Linked DNA regions of Anser cygnoides: all the other regions are linked to region 3. The links are chromatin contacts, called in public Hi-C maps. All regions are on one chromosome and are shown on one strand. The core of a region is the stretch at or near the end of the contact, and the rest is flanking DNA. Distances in the headings are between cores, read along the strand shown.

Region 1 (2,821 bases), core at 258-2,757, 170 kb before region 3:
AGAATCATTCAGTTTGGAAGGGACCTCTGGCGGTCACCTTGTCCAACCCCCCTGCTCAAGCATGATCAGCTAGAACAGATAGCCTGTTTTTTTGGGTTTTTGTTTTTTTGGTATGAATAATGAACTTTTTTAAAGCCAGAGATTAGGATGTGTACACGACCAGTCCTTGAAGAAAAGGAACGTTACACTTGCTTGCACATGGTTGGCCTGCACGAATCAGGAATTTTCCAGATTCATGAGAAACGAGTTATTTATTGACCTTCTTGTTAACTATCCTGAACTAAACATCGCTGGGAGAAGAATAGGTTAATTTATGTACATTTTAATAAAGAAATATTACTCTTCAGTCAAAATGGCTGATATGTTTTTGAAAAAGCAAACAAAAAATAGATAAAATGTTTAAGAGAAATGTCTTCTTGAAACCAAGAAAAGGTTGATTAATCAGAATTAGAGCACAAGTTTTCTCAACTCAGAGCCTCATATGCTGTCTGCTAATCAGAATTAGAGGTAAAATAGGCTTGAACATAACCATTTCCTACGCTATGGGCATCTGGCTCTTTGAGTCTGAATTTTTATTTGCTAAAAAAAAAAAATAATAATGTTAATTTGTAAGAAAAAGATAAGAATTGTTTTCCTGTTCAAACAGAAGAATTACTGACCTGTATAGAGTAACAAAAGTTAACTTAGAAAGGTCAGCTACCCCTGGGATACAGGCTCTATTTGAATTAAGCAATATAATTGCAAGACACACAATCTAGTGAATGCCTTCCAAAATCAACAACCATTCTTGCACAGACAGCAAGGAATATCACTCACTGTCTATAATGACTGAAGAATTCTTGGTGCAATCGGTGAGAAGAAAAGTAACGCATTCCAGTTACTCATTTAATTTCAGTCTCCAAGCAATGTTCCATATTTTATTTTACCTTTAATTTTCTATGTATGTAATGACTATTAAAAAACCCCTACATTTAATACAGATTTAGATGCACGTTACTGACATCTACTGGACAAAGTCATAACTGACTGTCCCACTCCAAGGAGACTCCCTGCCATCGAGTGATTAGAGGACCATAATTTTGGAAGAAATAGTTGTGGGTTTTATTCCCACCTTGTAAGTTCCAAGTGCCTGTAGTACAGAATATTGTGATGATTAGGAGGTTCCTACCATACGACAGTAGTTACCTCATATCTATTTTAAATTATGCCATTTTATCTGAAGAATTCTATCTAAAGCACAGAAAATGCATTTAATTTAGAAGCTGTCAACAAAAAGAAAACAAATTAATCGATGCAACACTTTACAACAATTATGAATAATTACCTGAGTTCAATGACCCACAATAAACAGTACATCCCAAAAGAGTCGGTCAAGGTAGGACTTTGTAGAAAGCAGAATGAACTAGAGGTTATGATCATTAAGAACAAATAAACGATTAATAATTGTTACTTCACTGTTAATAATTAGCTGATCATCTCACAGTTTGGGCTGGCCTTACCCTTTCCATAAATAGCATCTGGGTGACCAGGGGGAGCCCTCATTTTCCTGTTAGCATCACTGCCCTCACACTGCGTTACATCTTCCATAATGGCATTCAGTGGAACCTGGCAGGTCTATGCTCAAGAGAACTATGAAGAGTTTCTGAAAGCTCTTGGTAAGTGTCAAGTTATTTCTGAAATAATTTCCTTGATTTGCAACACATGCTTTGTATGACATCTTTTATTACAGTATTTCTATGTGGTTTTGTTTGTTTGTTTGTTTGCTTTTCTTTTGTTTGTGTGACAAACTACTCCCTGTCAGGTAAGTCTATTATATCTGATTTGAAATTGAAAAGAAGCAATCTTAACACGAGTCCCTCAGTAAAAAAGAGGTATATCAGAAATTGACTTATTTTGGTTAAGACATAATTTTACAAATACATTTAACTAGAATCAATTTGTCAATGACATACAGATTTCCAATGTGCTTTAGTAGAGGGGGCACTTTCCCTAGCATTACTGATTAATGTATGTGATAGCTGTTTCATAATCTATAAAGAATTTACTTTGTAGTTATGATTTAATAGGTGCCAGCATTAATAAAAATGCACTTACCCTCTTGACAGTCTTGGCAAAAGATTCACGTGTTTTTAAAAGTACGAGATATTTAGTAGAAAAAACTCAGATACAGTTGACAAGCCTAGCTCTGCAGTATGATGCCTAAACCAACCCATTTCCTGCTGAAGATGACACCTTCAAGTCATGCTAGGTAGTTTGAGGTCACCTGCACTGTTGCAGCTCCAACCAGACAGATAACTGTCATCTCCAGCCTCCCTGGAAAGAGGTGAGGGAAACTGAGTAACATATATGGTGTTAGTCACAGAGAAATGTCGTCTTGTGACGAGCCATTACTGAAAGAAACAAAACATTGTCACACAGTATTAATCATTATAGTATCTAAACCTGCACAGACTAGATGGAATGGAACAGTATGTCCATCGAGAAGTGAGGAATCCAAAACGGGATTTGCCTTTTACCTTGGACATCGTTTTCTGTCATTGGTTTGTACCCTCTGCATCTTGATCAGAGAAAAGAATTGGCTATTTCATATCAATGCACTATGTCATAACAGAAAAAGTAACTTTTTTGCCTTTTTTCACAGCACTGTCAGAAGAACTTATCAAAGTCGCTAGAGATATTAAGCCTGTTGTTGAAATACAGCAAAAAGGAGACGACTTTGTGGTGACATCAAAAACACCCAAGCAATCTGTAACTAACTCATTTACACTTGGAAAAGAAGCTGATATTACTACTATGGACGGCAAAAAGCTAAAGGTAACAA
Region 2 (2,700 bases), core at 174-2,673, 130 kb before region 3:
ACCAGTTGTCTATGCCATTTTTCTGATCTGGCCTCAGGACAACGTGCTGCAGCTGTCCTCACCCACCCCATCCCCGGCCACGCAAGTAAGGAACCTGAAGAAAAAAGAGAGAATGCACTTTGAGAGCCCATCTTGGGAAGGCATGGGGTGGGAAGGCCCAACCCGACTTCATTTGGAAACTGGGGAGAACACGGCAGTTGGCATCACTTACTTCTTGCTCTGGGATGGCTTCACCCAGAGTCTTGCAGCATCCCAGGTTCAGGTTTTGTCACTGTTCAACACAGAGCAGTGGGTAGGACTGGGCAGGAGAGGCTTGTGGTCTGCCATAGAACAGGTAGGAACACGTCTCCCCTTTTGTTCCTGTTGACCCAGGGAGGTGAGGTCAGTAACAAGCCTCACACATAGAAGGGATCACGGGTATTACATCCCCAATTCAGATCAGGTACACTGACCCGCTAGTTGTAAGTGTAAGTGACGCAAATGCTGGGGTGCCCTTTGCTCTGAACAAACAGAGGTGAAGCCTCTCAGGTAAAAAAAAAAAACAAAACAAAACAACACAACACCTAAAACCAAACAAACTACAGTCAAAGGTTTGGCCCCAAAATACCCTTCGCGTTGCCTTTGTACACAGTGAGCGATGGGTGGAAACGTGCAGGACTGCTTTTAACGTGTGGGGAATGTTATGCAGAGACTGAAACGTGTGCTGGGTGTACCGGGGTGACCGAATGGGGAGCGCCTGTGGAAGCCACAGCTGAGCGTTTCCCCTGCCCTTTTTTGCAGGTGTCGATGTTGGGTTTTGCAGGGACTCTGGAGTGGCAGAAGGCCCCGGGTAAGGGACTGCTGGTAACTCTGCCACCCGTGCCTCCATCTCCCGTGCCTGCGCAGCCTGGCTGGGCTCTCAGGCTTGAGGGTGTGAACTGACAGCCCTGGCCTGACAGCAGCTGCCCCCCCGGCCTGTCTTTTGTATTAAGTCTAAGATGATTTTTCATTCACTGTTGAATAAATCGCTTTTCTCTCGAGAGAGTTTCTCGTCTGCCCGCTCTGTCTGTCCGTCGGTCTGTAAGTCGCTGTCTGTCCGGGCTGCCCGCTGCGGCGCGCTGCTGGCGGGGCACGGCCCGCGGGGAACAGCGGGGCCCGCTGGGTTGACGCCGAGCTCCTTGGCAGCTGCTGGGGCTCCGCCGCCGTGCTCGCGTGGGGCGAGGCCGCGCTCGGTGCCGGTGGGGACCGGCAGTGACCGCTCCGCAGGGGCCGGGCCGGGCCGGGGCTGCGGAGGGCGGGCGCGGGGTGGGGTGGGCGCAGCGGGGCCGCTGCCCGGGGGGCGGGGGGGGGGGGCGGGGGGGCCGGGGCCGTGCAAACACGGGGCTGTTTGCTCAGCGCCGCCGGCACCGGGGCCGCCTATAAAGGGGCGGCTGCGGGCGGCGGGGGCAGACCGGGAGCGGCCCGGCCGGACCCCGAGCGCGCGGCGGGAGCAGCCCGGCCACAGCCCGAGCGCAGAGCGGCCGCAGCCGGTCCCCGTCGCCGTTCCCGGTGCAGCCCGCCCGCTGCCGCTCCCGCCCCGCCGATGCCGCGCTGCGCCGCGCTGCCGCCGCCCCGCGAGGCCGCCCGGGGCCAGGTACGGGCGGGGGGGGGCGGGGGGGGGGGGGCGGCTGCCCGCCGCCGTCACGTGACCGCCGGGCCCCCCGCTCTGGGGCACGTGACGGCGCGGTCACGTGGGGGGCGGCAACCATGGCGGCGGCGCGGAGGCTGCTGCCGCGCTGGGCGGGATCGCTGCGGCCGGTGAGGGGCGGGGGGGGCCCGGGGAGCGGGAACTGGGACGGGGACCGGGGACAGGGACCGAGGACCGGGAGGGGGACGGGGATAGGGACAGGGACGGGGGACCGGGACGGGAACCGGCCCCGCCCCGCTCCCCTGACGCCCGCCCGTCTCTGCCCCCAGATCAGCGCCGCGGCCGCCGGCGCCCTCCCGCCCCGCGTGAAGGTGGTGGAGGTGGGGCCGCGCGACGGGCTGCAGAACGAGCAGGTAGGGCGGGCACCGGCACCGGCACCGGCACCGGGCGGGCAGGCGGAGGGCCGGGCGCGGGGCCGACCCCCCCCCCCCCGTCGTGCGTCTCGTTTGCCCGCAGAGCATCGTGCCGACGCCCGTGAAGATCGGGCTGATCGACATGCTGTCCGGGACGGGGCTGCAGGTCATCGAGGCCACCAGCTTCGTGTCGCCGCGGTGGGTGCCCCAGGTCAGTGCTCCGGGGGGTCCCGGCGTGGGTCTGGGGGGACGACGGGCCGGCGAGCAGACCGACCCCCCCCCCCCCCCAGCCCTCGGCACCGCGTCTGTAGCGAGCGAGGCGCAGAAAAGCCAAACGACGGCGCTTCTGCTGCTGTGGCCCTTCCCTCCGCACCCGGGGGAGCGGCGCGGGCTCACGCGCAGCTGGCGGCGCACGCGGTGACTCCGGCTCGGCCGGTGACCGACCTTTGGTCCGTCCAGGTGCGCGGTGCTGGGGGCTCTCTAGAGGCCAGTTTCCCCCCGTTCTGCGTATCGCTGTTCCCATTCGTAAAAAATGAATTTTAGGAAATGTTTTATAACTTGTGGAAGTGGATGACAAGCGTGTCGACACCCTTAGAAATCTGTCCGCGTTCCCTTTGCAGATGGCCGACCACACTGAAGTCATGCAGGGGATCAATAAGTTGCCTGGTGTTAGTTATCCCG
Region 3 (2,909 bases), core at 123-2,622:
GATCAATTTCAATGGTGAAAATTACAACAAAGCATCAAAATTGTAGAAACAATGTGTTATAACCTAAAGCAAATGTTTTCTTTTAATTCTTTCGGTTTACAAACACTTTGGAGATGTCAGCCTTTCGCTCCAACACCGGCCGGCTGGTTCGGCTCAGTTTCGGGTTGGGAGGGAGGACGGCCTGGTTCCGTCTGAAAAAACGGTGGCGGGACCGTGCCTCGCTCTGCCCTCCCGCCGGGGCGCTGGGCTGGGGCAGGCGAGGGCATTCGGCTTCCGCGGGAGCTGCTGGAGAGGTGGAGAGGTGCTGGGGACCGTGGGCGATTGGGGGCTGGCGGGCTGTGCGGGTGAGCCGGCAGAGATGGCTGCGGCAGATAGGGAGCGTGCGGCGAGGCGCCTCCACGCACGGGAGACAGGCGGCGGGCGGCTTGGCTGGCCCGAGCGGCGACGCGCTGTTATCGCCGCCACGGTCTTTGCAAAAGGCTTTGGGAAACCCACGTGCTGCCAGATCTCAGCGCCGATTATTTTTTTTCAAAATAAAAGGCGTTATTTTTGTACTGTGAACCTCCACCTCAGCTCTCTCCCTCCGCCCCTCTCTCTCCCACATGCACACGTTTTCGGTGCCTTTGGGGATTTTAGCTGCGCAGGGTCTGAAAAGTGGCCTCCTCCTACCTCCTCCCCGCAGGCTCAGGGAAAGCGGGATGCTCTCTAGGTGCCGGGCTGCGGGTCAAAATTTCCCACACTGTGGAACGAGACAGAAACCATCCTAGCATCATAAAACCTAAAGCTGGGCTTTGGTCGGTTTGTCTTACAGGGTAGGTCTCGGATGCCCTGGCAGCGCCACGAGCACTTGAAGATGCTCCAAGGCTGCGGGAGCGTGGCAGGGGGCCGAGCTCCCGGCAGGACCTCGCCGGGGACCACCACGGAGCAGCGCCGGGGTGCCCAGCTCGTCCCGACGCCTCCGAGCGCCGTGCCACCGCTGCCCTCCCGGGCCTCGGCCGCTGCCCGTGATTAATCCCAGGCGAGGGCCCTTGGAGCGGCGTCCTCAAACAGCTCCGCGCTCCCAGCGAGCTGGTTTCCATCTGAATCATAAGGCTCCCGGAGCGGCTGCGCCGCGCAGAGCCGGGCAGACATGTGTGTGCGTGTGGGGCTGGATGTTGATTTTTCCCTGAAACAACTCCGGGCTTTATCAGTCCCATCTCTTTCCCACGGTTTTCTGTTGCCAGTGAGGTCACTGGTCCCTTTAAACTGGGGCTGAGGCCAACGTGCGGCGGGTGGAAGGGGGGCCGTGGGGAGGGGGGCGGCGGGCAGAGGGGGCCGCGGGGCGGTTCACACAGCCCGGGCCTTTTACAGGAAGGCTCCGGAGGGCGAGCGGCGAGCGGGGGGGGGCGGGGGGGCCTGGGAACCTGGGAGCGCCGGCGCGGCCGCGTAATCCGTCACTCCTGGGAGATGTCTCATTAACCCATTAACCAGGAGGCTGGGGACGTGCCGGCAGCAGAGCGAGGCAGAGCCGGGGGTGTGAGAGGCAGAGCGCAGGGGAGGAGCCGCCCCGAGCCCGGCACGCACCGGGGGAGCCGCTCGGCGCAGCCCGCACCGGGACGGCGCTGCCACGCGGGCTCCGGGACACGCGTGGGGCCGCCGAGCAGAGCCGAGCCGGGCCGGGCAGGGCAGAGCCGAGCCCCCGCCGCCACCCCCAGCCCCTCGGGGCCGCCGGGCCAGGATGAAGCGGCTGTGCGAGGAGAGCTCCTCGGACACGGAGTCGGACGGCACCATCGACGTGGGCAAGGAGGAGGAGTACAGGTGGGGGCTGCCCCGGGGGGCGCCGGGGCCCGGCCGGGGGGACCGGGGGGCATCGAGCCACCGGGGCCGGGGCTCGGGCTCGGCCGGGGGGCGCCCGCGGAGACGCCGCTGCCGCCCGGCGGGGGGAGCCCCCGGCTGGGCCGGGCCCCCAGCGCCGCACGGGGACCCGAGGGCGCCCGGGGGACGTGGAGGCAGCGGGGGCGGCTTCGCGCTGGGAGCCCTTCCCCGGCTGGTGCCGTCCTAACGCGCCGGCTGCGGCTCGGGGCCGCTGGACGGGGCCGGGGGGGTGCCCGGTTCCTGGCGCCCCTTCACCGGGGGTGCCCGGTTCCCCTCGCCCCTTGAGCGGGGCTCCCCGCGGGCACCGGCCCTGCCGCCCCCCGAGCTGCCGCCCCCTGTCCCTGGCCGGGACGAAGGAAGGGCTCGGTCACTTGTCCCCGTCCAAAATTCAGCTGCTTCTGAACTCCTGTTTCAGTAGCCAAGTGCCCCCCGCCGCGTCTAGCAAGGCTCCGGATAAATTAATTCCCCTTTGCTGCCTGCTGTCCCTGGCAGAGGAGTCGCCCTGCCCGGTGCCAAGCCCAGGTTCTCAAGGGACCGAACTCACTCGTACCGATTCGATCCCAGGCAGAGCCGGGCGCGCCTGACACCCGTACCCGGCGCGAGTTCACTGACCCCTCGCACAGTTTCTGAGTGCATCAATATTTAACCTGCCTTCCTGGTGCACATGCAATACATCCCATCGCTCCTCATCGCTGCGGCACCCTGAGTCTGTAGTACCCCGATGGGCAAAACAGAGGAATTGTTGCAATGTTTTATTTCAGTGAGCAGTAACAGTGAATTTTTGATCTCTCTCTGTTGCTGCTCGTCTGTTCATCTTCTCAAGTCAGCCTTAGAAGCAGGCAGTGCTGCAATGTGGTGGTATTTGTATACGTTTGCATTGTGGCTCATGTCACGCAAACGCATGGCAGAAAGAACCACTCCTGCCCTGCTGGGTCTGCGCGCAGAGCGATGCAGCCCTGCGTGGGACGCGAGGATCAGGCAAAATGAAACACTTCCAGGTGGGGAGGGAGGTCTGGCGATTAGGGCCGAGGGAGGGAGTCGGCGTCTGGATGGGG

What was found. A called contact is a pair of places that touch in the nucleus more often than the background predicts.
Region 1: a Hi-C map of liver shows a contact between it and region 3, with 7 times the contacts expected there. The contact joins the promoter of LOC106037939 here to the promoter of HEYL in region 3. A contact is called at or near these places in 2 of 7 Hi-C or Micro-C datasets (both in liver).
Region 2: a Hi-C map of liver shows a contact between it and region 3, with 4 times the contacts expected there. The contact joins the promoter of HMGCL here to the promoter of HEYL in region 3. A contact is called at or near these places in 2 of 7 Hi-C or Micro-C datasets (both in liver).

Annotation. Positions count from the first base shown.
Region 1 is chr24:7,216,741-7,219,561 of Taihu_goose_T2T_genome, reverse strand. It overlaps LOC106037939 (fatty acid-binding protein, liver), which reads left to right and starts at 1,507. Exons shown (of 4, transcript XM_013184116.3): 1 at 1,507-1,655; 2 at 2,642-2,814. The coding sequence starts at 1,589.
Region 2 is chr24:7,182,477-7,185,176 of Taihu_goose_T2T_genome, reverse strand. It overlaps HMGCL (3-hydroxy-3-methylglutaryl-CoA lyase), which reads left to right and starts at 1,423. Exons shown (of 9, transcript XM_066982501.1): 1 at 1,423-1,612; 2 at 1,936-2,019; 3 at 2,123-2,230; 4 at 2,640-2,700. The coding sequence starts at 1,562. It overlaps FUCA1 (alpha-L-fucosidase 1), which reads left to right. Exons shown (of 10, transcript XM_048049657.2): 9 at 1-85; 10 at 781-1,019. The coding sequence ends at 921.
Region 3 is chr24:7,051,096-7,054,004 of Taihu_goose_T2T_genome, reverse strand. HEYL (hes related family bHLH transcription factor with YRPW motif like) reads left to right here and starts at 1,372. Exons shown (of 5, transcript XM_048049568.2): 1 at 1,372-1,797. The coding sequence starts at 1,718.